Regions from separate parts of the Zea mays genome. Here region 1 is linked to region 2. The links are chromatin contacts, called in public Hi-C maps. All regions are on one chromosome and are shown on one strand. The core of a region is the stretch at or near the end of the contact, and the rest is flanking DNA. Distances in the headings are between cores, read along the strand shown.

Evidence for each region. A called contact is a pair of places that touch in the nucleus more often than the background predicts.
Region 1: a Hi-C map of leaf shows a contact between it and region 2, with 7 times the contacts expected there. The contact joins the promoter of LOC103653665 here to the promoter of LOC100383821 in region 2. A contact is called at or near these places in 4 of 25 Hi-C or Micro-C datasets (bundle sheath, ear and leaf).

Annotation. Positions count from the first base shown.
Region 1 is chr4:128,563,501-128,568,934 of Zm-B73-REFERENCE-NAM-5.0, forward strand. It overlaps LOC103653665, which reads left to right and starts at 1,503. Exons shown (of 2, transcript XM_008680497.4): 1 at 1,503-1,868; 2 at 1,969-3,809. The coding sequence starts at 1,815. The coding sequence ends at 3,267.
Region 2 is chr4:128,250,124-128,256,026 of Zm-B73-REFERENCE-NAM-5.0, forward strand. It overlaps LOC100383821 (Bifunctional riboflavin biosynthesis protein RIBA 1 chloroplastic), which reads right to left and starts at 2,868. Exons shown (of 8, transcript NM_001319060.1): 1 at 2,796-2,868; 2 at 2,498-2,593; 3 at 1,664-2,060; 4 at 1,041-1,262; 5 at 1-244. The coding sequence starts at 2,550.

The DNA.
Region 1 (5,434 bases), core at 253-2,752, 310 kb after region 2:
AGGTCGCCAGAGGATGAGAGGGTCTCGAGACCTGGTCCCTGGCATAGGGAGACCTAGACTTAGTCAGAGTCAGGCATGCCCCTCGGTATGTAGGGCCTCAGGGACATGTGGCTGGTGCCAGTCGAGCCTTATTTAAGTTTTCTCTTACTAATGGGATCTTTTTGAAAAGTGTATTGTTAGTATATGAGAGTACGACCTTTTTCGGGTGCTGACATCAGTAATTTTGTAAGTCTGTCTAGTACAATCGATGAAGATTGCTTATTTTCGATGGTTGTATAGGAAGTTGATGAGAATAAAGTAATTTTCCATTTGCTATGTTGTTTAGGCCGATAGAAATTGATTTATTTTCGTTGGCTAAACCTTCTCGATAAAAAACAATTACCTTTTGTGGGATATTATAACCTACAAGAATTATTGTGGCTGACAAAACTATTATGACCGATAAAAAATTCTCCATATATATGGTGATTGTTGGGAATGGCTCTCACTTATAGACGAGTGAAGGGTCTGTTTGGTTTGCTGCCTAACTTGTCACACTTTGTCTAACTTTTTCTGGCTATGGTTGGTTCTTCAATTTAGGTGACTAACCTTAGACAAAGTGTGCCACAATTAGTTGCGAACCAAACAGGCCCTAAGGTTCTTGATAAGGAGATAATTTGTCCATCTTGTTCACTATAGTACCACAATATCCTAGTAAGATTGTTTCCAATGGGAGACATTATATGTCAATGTGCCCTAAATATAGATAAGATCCTCTTCTCTATAGTTTCTAATTATGTCATCTAAAGTCTCCCGTAAATATATAGAGGACACTCCTTCATTTTATATACGTGTACATAGAGACTCTCTCTCATCTACTCTATATATTTTATACTTTAGCCAATAGATTAAGCAGAACTAAAATATGCATAAGATATTTGAGAGTATGATAAATACGTACGTACAAAAAAACTAGTGCAAAATACGTCTCTAATATGAGTCTTTGACATATAGAGAATGAGATATAGATGGTAATGTTGAAGAGAAATAAGATATAGATGAGAGAATATTTTAAAAGTATTTATAAGAACTGAATATATAAAGAAGAAAAATAGAAAATACTGCTAGAAACAACTTAAACTGATTTACCTATCAAAGTGCACATCACATGGCTATTTTCGGCCGAAGCCGTATATATGAAAATGCGTATTTTCAACGGCCATAGTAATGCGAGAGTGCAAAGGAGAAGGTGTTCATATACACCATTGGATCACGCGCGCATACCATTCAGTAGAAATTATATTTGTAGAGTTGATTTGGTATCCAGAGATTACGGGAAATTCGAGTGGATTGAGAGAAAAATTAGTTTATTTCCTTCGTAATCCCTGTAATGCTCTTGTGACCAAATCAAAAGATAGAAATAAGAAAAAACAACAGTCCGACGGTGGGCGGTGGGCCTGCGATCACTCGCAAGTACTAGTACGTAGGCAACGCGAAGGGTGGAGGTAGAAGCCTGCGTCTCTTTCTCAACCTCACCTGCTCCCAAACCCCCGAGCTGCACAGCTCAATTCTGTTTATGTAATCTCAACTCACTCTCATGCCACTGTCAGTTGCCATCCCTATAAAATGAACGGCTCCGTTTTATTGCGCTTTCCGGCACGGGCAGCTCCGCAGCGGGGCAGGGCAGGGCAGGCTGTGGACGCCGCCGCACTTGCTCTGCGAACTGCGACGGACCAGCCGATGCAGCCGTCTTCCTGAATTGTTGACGACTTCTCAGATCCAGGTCCTGGGGGTCCGGGCCGTGGACCACTACTCCGCCTCTGTCTCCCAGGCAGATGAAGCCTCGGCACGAGCGCAGCAGGTCCACCACGTCCACGTTCGTCTCCCAGGTCCAGGTGCCTACCTCTCCGTCTATGTTACTATTTAGACAAGAACAGAGTGCACAGTAGTAGCTGTAAACGTGTCGACGTGACGGACTCATCGCAGCAGGGTCAGGACGGTGGCGACGCCAACGGCAGCGCGACGGACCAGGAGGTGATGGCGCAGCCGGAAAATGGCGTCCGGCCGCCGCTGCTGCGGACGGACATGGAGGAGCCGCCGCGGGTGAGCGACGGAAGCGCCACCAAGGAGCGTGTGCGGCTCCTGGAGCGGGAGGTGGCGTCGGCGAAGCAGAGGGAGATGAAGATGCTGGAGTCGCTGGTCCAGCAGACCAAGGAGCTGGAGCAGGCCAAGATCGCGCTCGAGGAGGCCTCGCTCGAGGTCGCCACGCTGCGTCAGCAGCAGCAGCAGCAGGGCGAGGGCGGCGCCGCTGCTGAGCCGGCCGTGCAGGCGCAGCAGTGGAGCGTCATGGACCTCATGTTCGGCGGCGTCGACGAGGAGATCAACGGGCTGAGGGCCAAGCTCCGCGCGGCGCAGCAGGCCGAGGAGCGGAGCCGGAAGGCGGCCGACGAGCTCGCCGCGGCGCTGTCCGCGGTCACCGTGGAGGCGAAGCAGGTCAAGGCGTGGCTCTCCGGCGCGCAGGCCGAGGTGGAGGCCAGCAACGCCGAGGCCGACAGGCTCCGGGGCCTGCTCCAGGGCGCCGAGGCGGAGCTGTGGTCTGCCACCGAGCAGGTCGGCGCGCTCACGTCCAACTGGAAGGACGCCGCGGCCGGGTGGCGCGCCAGGGAGAAGGCACTTGTGGCGCGCGCGCGCGCCGCCGAGGAGGACGCCGCCGCCGCGCGGAGGGACAACGCCGGCCTGCGCCGCGCGCTGGAGCAGGCGGTCGAGGAGGCCAACGCGGCCGCCGAGGCGCTCGAGGCCGCCGGCGCCGACAACGCCGGCCTGCAGGAGGCCGTCGCGGAGAAAGAGCGCGCCCTGGAGGCCCTGCGACGGGACAACGAGGGCCTCAGGGCCAGCGAGGCCGCGGCCAGGGCGCGCGCCGAGGAGCTCCAGGGCCAGCTCGCGGCGAAAGAGCGGGAGATTCCGCTTGTGGAGAAGTGGAGACGCGAAGACGCGCAGGGCAAGCTGGTGAGCTCCGGAATGTTCCTGGGATCCGGGCGGCTGGTCCCGGGACGGAAGGACCGGATGTTCGCGTCGCTGAGCAACATCGCGGAGCTCAAGTCGGCGGCGGCGGCCGCGGCGGCCATGGACGACTACGGCTACGAGTTCGACCACCTGGACGTGGGGCAGCCCTGCGACGACGCCACGGAGCACAAGATCAAGAGGCGGTCGATCCTGCGCAAGGTCGGAGATCTCTTCAGGAGGAGGAGGAGCCCGAACCTCGCGCCGGTGCTGCATGACCACTACTAGATGCCTGCCTATGCACGTAGAACCCTGACAGGGCCTGACAGTAGATGTTCGATCGCGAGGTCGACGATGGTTTCTTGCAGTTGCAGGACAAGGGAAAAGTAGGCAGTACAGCAGTGCAGATTGATGTAGCAGGGAGTTGGAAGGATCAGTGTGTTGTGGTGACGGTTTTAGTTACGCGTGTCGATTACTCGAACTTTTCCCTTCTTTTTGGTTTAGGTGTCATCAGTGCACTTGAGTAGTGCCACGCACTGGAACAGCGTTGATCAGCAGTTACAGATACGCGCGGTTTGAGCGGCCATAATTACTGTACGGATCACTACCCCACAATGATCAGCAGTTAGAGGTCGGGTAAGCTGTCAGATCTGCTGTTGTTTCTAGCTGTAAGCAATAAATCCGGGTGTCGCTATCATGATTTCAGCTGCCGCCGGGTGCTGCCTGCTGTGCCAGCAGTTGGGCTTGTGTAGACTGTAGAAAAGCAGTTGGACTTGTGCACGTTGTATTGCTCCGAGAGAAGGCCATACATCCGTGGTCTGGTTTGATTCCATTTGTGCTGATGGGCTCCTGCTCTATGTGGGCTGTTTAACTTGGTATGACATGTGGCGACCGGACCAATTGTAACATCCCAGGTGTTACTCAGTGTTTTCCCTCAGTACCCACATTGTGAACCATTATCATATATGTTTTAGTTGGAGCAAAAGGCATCAAACTTGAGGAGCAAAAATTTTGTCAAGTTTTTTCACCCTAAGAATCATTCCGTGACCATATGAAGCTTAAGAAAAAAGGAAAAGGCCAAAACCCTAAAAACCTTTCCTTTAGGGCAATGGAACACTGAAAGGAAACTCGGTGGAAAGTCCAAGTAAATCACATGATCATGAATTGGACCAATTAACAAAGTTGTAGTACACTACATAACCTATAAAATATAGTAAGAAAGTTTGCCCAAAAGAGTTTTGCAAAATCCCCAAACAAGCCAATCAAGTGGGGACTTCAAATAAAAATTAGGATTTCAGAATTCTCAAATCCAACCCTCTCACAAAGATCAACCGCGTTCACCATGTTCTAGAACTCAAATTCACTTGACCAAAATAGCAAAGTGGCGCCAAAGGATCCCTAGAACGCCTTGGTGAAGTTTGAAGATGAGCCCAAGCCGGTTGACATGATCCTGGCATGAGATTGCCTCGGGACAAAGCAGCCGGACACACCCATGTTGGTGACATGACAACTCCATGCATAGACCCGAAAACCCCTCGGCTTCCACACAAAAACGTTAGAGTAGAGTCGGGGAAGAAATCCCCCATGGGGATCCTGTCAAAATCTGCTCAGATTTGGAGCCTATGAGCGCTTGAAAGCGACCACACTGCGTGTCGCCACGTGTTCGATCGCGTGCTCAAGTGCTCGGTCGCGCACTGGCCGCCCTCTGCGCGCGTCGCGCACGGTCGGCTCTCCCTCGCGCCTGCGCCCATTCGTGCCCAAAGGCGCCTATAAATCCCTCCCTGGTGCACAACAGTTCATCCCTCACCCCGCCGCACTTCCCCCGAGCAAAAACCCCCAACGCCGGCGAGCTCTGCGCCGCCCGCCATTGCCGCCCGAAACTCACCACCATGGACAGGCCATTCTGACCACCCCATTGCCAAACCAAGAGCACCAGAGGCTTCCCCGCACCCTTCCGCAGCTTGTAGTCATGCTTAAGCTAACTCTACCACACCGGAGAAGCCCCGCCACCGCCAGCCGCTCACGGTCTACTGCCGGAGTACGAGGGCCAGCCATCCTAGCCCTCCACCTCTCAATCTGAGCTCGGGAACAGCTTCGCGAAAGCCTTGCCAAGCTCCCTGAGCTTTTTTGCGAAGGTTCGCTGCGCCAGGCCCCGGATCGAAGCTCACCGGCGACCTCCACCTCCTGCGCCCGTGGACCCGCCAGTCCAGCTTGCTGCCGGCCAAAACACCAACACCCCCAAGTTCATCGTGCCGACCCGAAGCTCCGCAGCCCCATCCCCGACGCGTTACCGCCCTAGGTAAGCCGTGATTTCTCGTCGTTGTTCGTTTACTGTTCTGATGAGGGAGAGAGGAGCGCGGGTTGAAGACCTCAAAAACCCGAGGGTCTTTCTCCTACGTCAGTGACCCATAGAAACAGTAGACCAGGGGCTCTTTTGTAAGGCGCGAGGGAAAAG
Region 2 (5,903 bases), core at 1,618-4,117:
CATCTGCATCATCCACAATCTCACAAAGGACAGCAACAGGAGGTAATCCAGCCAGCATGGCAAGGTCAACCGATGCCTCTGTGTGTCCAGCTCGTTTCAGAACACCCCCTTCTCTGTATTTCAAAGGGAAAATATGACCAGGGCGGTTGAAGTCCTCAGGCCTAGAGTCAGGAGATGCAAGAGTCATAACTGTTTTTGCCCTGTCTTTGGCAGATACTCCAGTAGTTGTGCCCTCTTTTGCATCCTGAGAAACAAAAACACACACACAGATATAGCTCAGTAGCAGACAAAAAACAATGCAGAAGTTTCATAGGAACCAGATTATAAACTAAGGTAAGTTGGATATATATTTCCCTAATCATTGCATCGACAACTATAAACATAGTTAATTAGTAAGGCTAAACATAAAAACAACAGAAACTTAGCTCATTTTTAATATTCAATAGAATGTAAGCGTTGCAAAGTCATTATCTCAATGGAACAGAAAAGAAAGGGCAAACTAATCATGAGACAGAACAGTAAAGAAAGAGCAAACTAATCATGAGACAGACTGACAGAACAGTAAACAGCACATTGTCCAAAAAGAACAGTATAGAATTATCTCAAACTCATTGCCACAGAAGGAAAGTAGGAGGAGCAGCAAAGAAAGAAGTTTTTTCCCTTTAGAGGAAAAACAGATTCCAAGACAACAAAATCACATACCAAAACTTAATAAAAAATATCAGTATGAACAAGAATCACTCAGTCACCACATTGAGTATGTAGGTCAGACCCAGTGCTGGCGGCTCCCACATGAGTGGGGTCTAGGAAGGAATCACCACATAGTGTCTCAAAAAAATATCAAGCATTGAGTATTTCAGCATGTAATAAACAGCAACAGCTCCTGTATATGAGCTATTTATATTTGATAAGGAAGCCAGTCGTAAAGACAACAATACTAATGTACATACTTCTGACAAGAAACAACAAAAGATTACCATATCAACATCAATAGCTAATACAAAAGTGGTGGCAGGAGAATAATAATGATAATATCATACCACTGTAACAGTAAAAGCAGTGCATAGCTTCTCCTCGTTTTCTTTTGTGGTAACCATCAAAGGAAGGCTCAGTCTTTCCAGATCATCTTCTTTCATGCTGACACAAACAATTCCTGTTCCATGCCTTACTATAAAAGCCATCGCCTCTGGGGTAACCAAGGAGGCAGCCATTATCAGATCTCCTTCATTTTCCCTTGATTCGTCATCAACAACAATCACAAGCTTCAAGTATAAAACAATGTTAGCAGACAATAGATGAGATGGAAGTAATAGAGTGAAAGGGACTCTAGCATAATGGTTAAGGCTTACGAGTAGCACGTTTAGATCCCGTGTTCGATCCCATCTGGGACGAATTTCTGACTTGGTTAAAAAAATCGCCTCGTTGTATCCTGCCCGCTCCTAGGTTACGTCCCGCGTGCCACCCACTGGCTGACCCGTTGCAGAGTGGGCGGTGATAGCCCGCTACTGATGGGGTCAGGGTTTGAGGATTTTTTTTTTGACCGAGACCATGTTTCGGTCTCTTCTTAATATAATACTAGGAGGGTGGTCTTTCATTCCCGGGCTGAGTTTTTTTTTAAGATGGAAGTAATAGATATCATAAGAACATTTAAAGATGTACTAACTTTTCCTTGCCGTACGTCCTCAATGGCATCTGGAATCGACGCGAAGCCCTCTGTCGGGCTATCCAAATCAAGTTCAGTATCTGTGTCATCATCTGAGAACTTGTCCATAACAAGTGCCAAATTAGCAGAGAGGATTTCTGGCGTCATCATTGAATCCATTGGGAGTACAGGATCAGCAACCGGATGGTCCTCGCCACGAACGGATGTGCTTTTTGGCAATAGCGTGTTGCCATTCCCAGAGAAACCGTCAGCTGGATAACCACCATCATTTTTGAAGGATAATGCTACTCTCAAGCCCACTGATTTCACCCTAGTGCTGTTTGAATTTGTAGCCAAGAAACTGCAGACCGATGCCTTTGTCTCCTTGGATACACTGCACCATTTCAAGAACTGGGCCCTGCGTTGTAGCAAACAGGCGATCAGAAACCAACAATCATTCTCAAACACCCAAACGAGTGTAGCCTTACGAATGAACGTTAGAATTCTCGCAAAAAAAATCTCTAGTTGAGTTCCGACTCCCAAGGATACTCTTTCACATCACTGTCAAGTGAAAAAAAAATGTATCCCGCTGTACCTATGTTCTCCTGCGTTTCACCAATTATTGAGTTTACTGACTAGTTCACACAGGTTGAGACAGATTATATCAGGCATACAAAAACGTGCACTTTGGTTGCGGTTTTTGTGTTCCAAAGCAGACCAAATCAAAGACGATCAACAAACCGAGCCAGAAACAAATGCCAGTAGGAGCAAACCCTCCGTCCTGTTTCCTCAAGAACAAACCGAGCCGGCGCAAACATGCGAACCAGCAAGGGCGCGCAAGCAAGGGCTTCTTACGGTTGGCGGGTGAGGGCAGCGACGGAGGAAGACGGAGGCGGAATCGAAGCCATGCTCGACTGGAACGCTGGGTCCGACGAGGAGATACAAAACAACCTGGAACCACAACAGAGCGCGCGCCGGATTAAGCAAACTAGCTCGAATTTTGATAAAATCCAGGAGCAAGGATAAAAAAACAACGGGAAGCCCCGTCGGAACGCGAGATCTAGTACAAGCCGAACCGGGGCAAGACGAGCTGGGGATTCCTCGCAGCTTACGAGACAACGGGAAGGAGCGGGAGCGGGCCGGAATGTCTTACCGCTGGCGCTGCTCTGGCGAAGACGACGGCGACGTCGGCAATTGTAGGAGGACACGTGTTGTTTGGGTTTTGGTTGTGTGGTGATTAGGGGTTTGGTGCGGGTGGGGTGGGAGACGAATAGATGGCAATTGAGACGAAAGTGTTATCTAAATTGTTACTATAAATTTAATATTTTAAAAAAGACTAGATATACGCTTATGTATTGCTATAGAAGTTAAAAATTAGTATAAACTAATCGGTTAACCGTGCGTTGCGACGGCTCATAACAATATCCATATAAATTATTTATAAAAAGATTTTAAGATTTTTTATTGATTGTCTCCGCTCTTCGCATAATATTTTTTATGAACGCACGAGTACCATAGACAGCAAATCAGAGACCTCCATCCCTCGTCTCTCCCACTTCCAAGGTTTCGTAGAGCATGAGGGGAAGGAAAGAAGCGGACATACATGTTCGTTGTCGAAGAAGGACACGACGAAGACCTGGACATCTGGAGTCGACATAGATAGTATACCGCTAGATATATAGGGAGAGAGCACGCAAGCGGAGGAAGAACCCCAGCCGGAGCAGCTCCAAACTGAGAGGCACACGCACCAGACGTCAATCCGAGAAGGACGAGAGAATGCAAGTGTTTTCCCAGCCTTAGACTCGCCGAAGCGACACAACACCACCACCAACTCCGTAGCATATGCCGACCGCTGCCACGCTACGGGCCTTGGTTGTCCAATATTCAGACCTGGACTCCTCATCGCCAAGATAACCTAAGCGTGGCAGGCGTCACCATGCCCTCCTCGACGGCACGCACGGAGAAAGGCCAGGAGCATGACCGTACCCGTGTCGACGAGCGTCGGTCGGCTCGCGGCTGCGACCGTGGGCGGGGGCAGCAGGCTGGGGAGGAAGAACAGCGTGAAGGCCGGGAAGACGAACGGGACGTCCGACAACGGCGAAAACGATGGTGCACACATGATGTGAAACGTCCTCGTGGACGTGCAATAGCCACTGCGCGAGTCGGTGTCGGGGCTGGTGTCGGACGAATACGAGAAGGAGGCGCATGCTCCTACTCCCTCTGCCGAGAATGGGGTGGCGCGGAGGTGAAGGCATGATGGGAGAGAGTGAAAGGGAAATAGGGTTAACCTTTTCCCACAATTAATTTTGGTGGTTGAATGCCCAACACAAATATATGGACTAACTAGTTTGCTCTAGAATACATGTTCTACAGGTGCAAAAAGGTTCAACACAAACCAATAAATATTCAAGTTACGGATCAAATTCAAAGGAGCAAAAGAAACCAAGAGTGCTCTGGTCTGGCACACCGGACTGTCCGGTGTGCTACTGGACAGTGTCCGGTGCACCAGGGCCATACAGGGTTGAACCAGCCACCCTCGGGTTTCAGCATGCGCGCTCCGCTATAATTCACCGGACTGTGCGGTGTGCCAGAGGAGCAACGGCTAACTCGCGCAACGGTCGACTGCAAAAGGGGCTGACAGAGGAACAGTGCGCGCAGAGTCAGAGCCGCAGAGTCAAAGGCGCACCGCACAGTGAACAGTACCTGTCCGGTGTGGCACCGGACTGTCCGGTGACACAAGAAGACAACGGTGCCAACGGTCGACTGCTCCCGAATCCTAGTGGTTGGGTGACGTGGCGGCGCACCGGATAGTGAACAGGACCAGTCCGGTGGTGCACCGGACCAGCAGCCTTCCCCAACGGCTTCTTGGTGGTTAAGGGCTATAAATACCCCCCAACCACCACAACTCCAAGCATCCAAGTCTTCTGAAGTTTTCATTCAATATAAGAGCTAGTGCATTCACTCCTAGACACAAATCAAAAGATCAAAGCCTCTTCAAGTCCCAAATTCATTCCAACCACCTAGTGACTTGAGAGAGTGTGTGTTCATGTTCATTTGCGCTCTTGTTGCTTGGATCGCTTTCTTCCCTCTTAATTCTAGTTCCAAAGTGACTTGTAATCAAAGCAAGAGACACCTAAGTGTGTGGTGGTCCTTGCGGGGTCTAAGTGACCCGTTTGATTAAGGAGAAAGCTCACTCTGTCTAGGTGACCGTTTGAGAGAGGGAAAGGGTTGAAAGAGACCCGGTCTTTGTGACCACCTCAATGGGGATTAGGTTCTTTGGAACCGAAACTCGGTAAAACAAATCACCATGTTCATTCGCTTGATTTCCATTTGATTTGTTTTCCCCTCTCTCCTGGACTTGATTTAAGTACTAACGCTAACCCCAACTTGTAGTGTGATTTTAAAGTTGTAAATTTCATATTACGCCTATTCACCCCCCTCTAGGCAACTTTCAATTGGTATCAGAGCCCGGTGCTTCATTAGATTCTAACAACTCGAAGTGATGTCGGGAGATCATGCCAAGAGGGAGATCGTGACCGGCGACAAGCCCGCAAGCTCGGGGAGAACCCTTTCAAGGGAGTCCGGCCACAAGCATAAGAAGGAATCCTCTTCCTCCAACAAGACGCATCGAAAGGGCGACAAGAAGAAGAAGATGAAGAAGGTGGTCTACTACGAGACCGACTTGTCGTCACCTTCCACTTCATCAAGCTCCAACTCATCCATCGCTTCTAAGCACCATGAGCGCAAGAAGTATAGTAAGATGTCACTTCGTTATCCCTGTATTTCAAAGTGTGCTCCTTTACTTTCCGTTCCCTTAGGAAAACCACCATATTTTGACGGTGAAGATTATTGTATGTGGAATGATAAAATGAGGCATCACCTAACCTCACTCCACGAAAGCATTTGGGATATAGTTGAATTTGGAGCGCAGGTACCATAGGTGGGGGACAAATACTATGACTCGGACTAAGCTGCCCAAATTAGGCACTTTAACTCCCAAGCCACGTCTATACTCCTCGCCTCCTTGTGTCGAGAGGAGTATAACAAGGTGCCAGGGTTAAAGAGCGCCAAAGAAATTTGAGACGTGCTCAAGACCGCGCACGAAGGGGACGAGGTGACCAAGATCACCAAATGGGAGACGATCGAGGGGGAGCTCAGTTGATTCGTCCTCAACAAAGGAGAAGAGTCGCAAGCCATGTACAACCAGCTCAATGCGATGGTCAATCAAGTGCGCAACCTCGGGAGCACCAAATGGGATGAC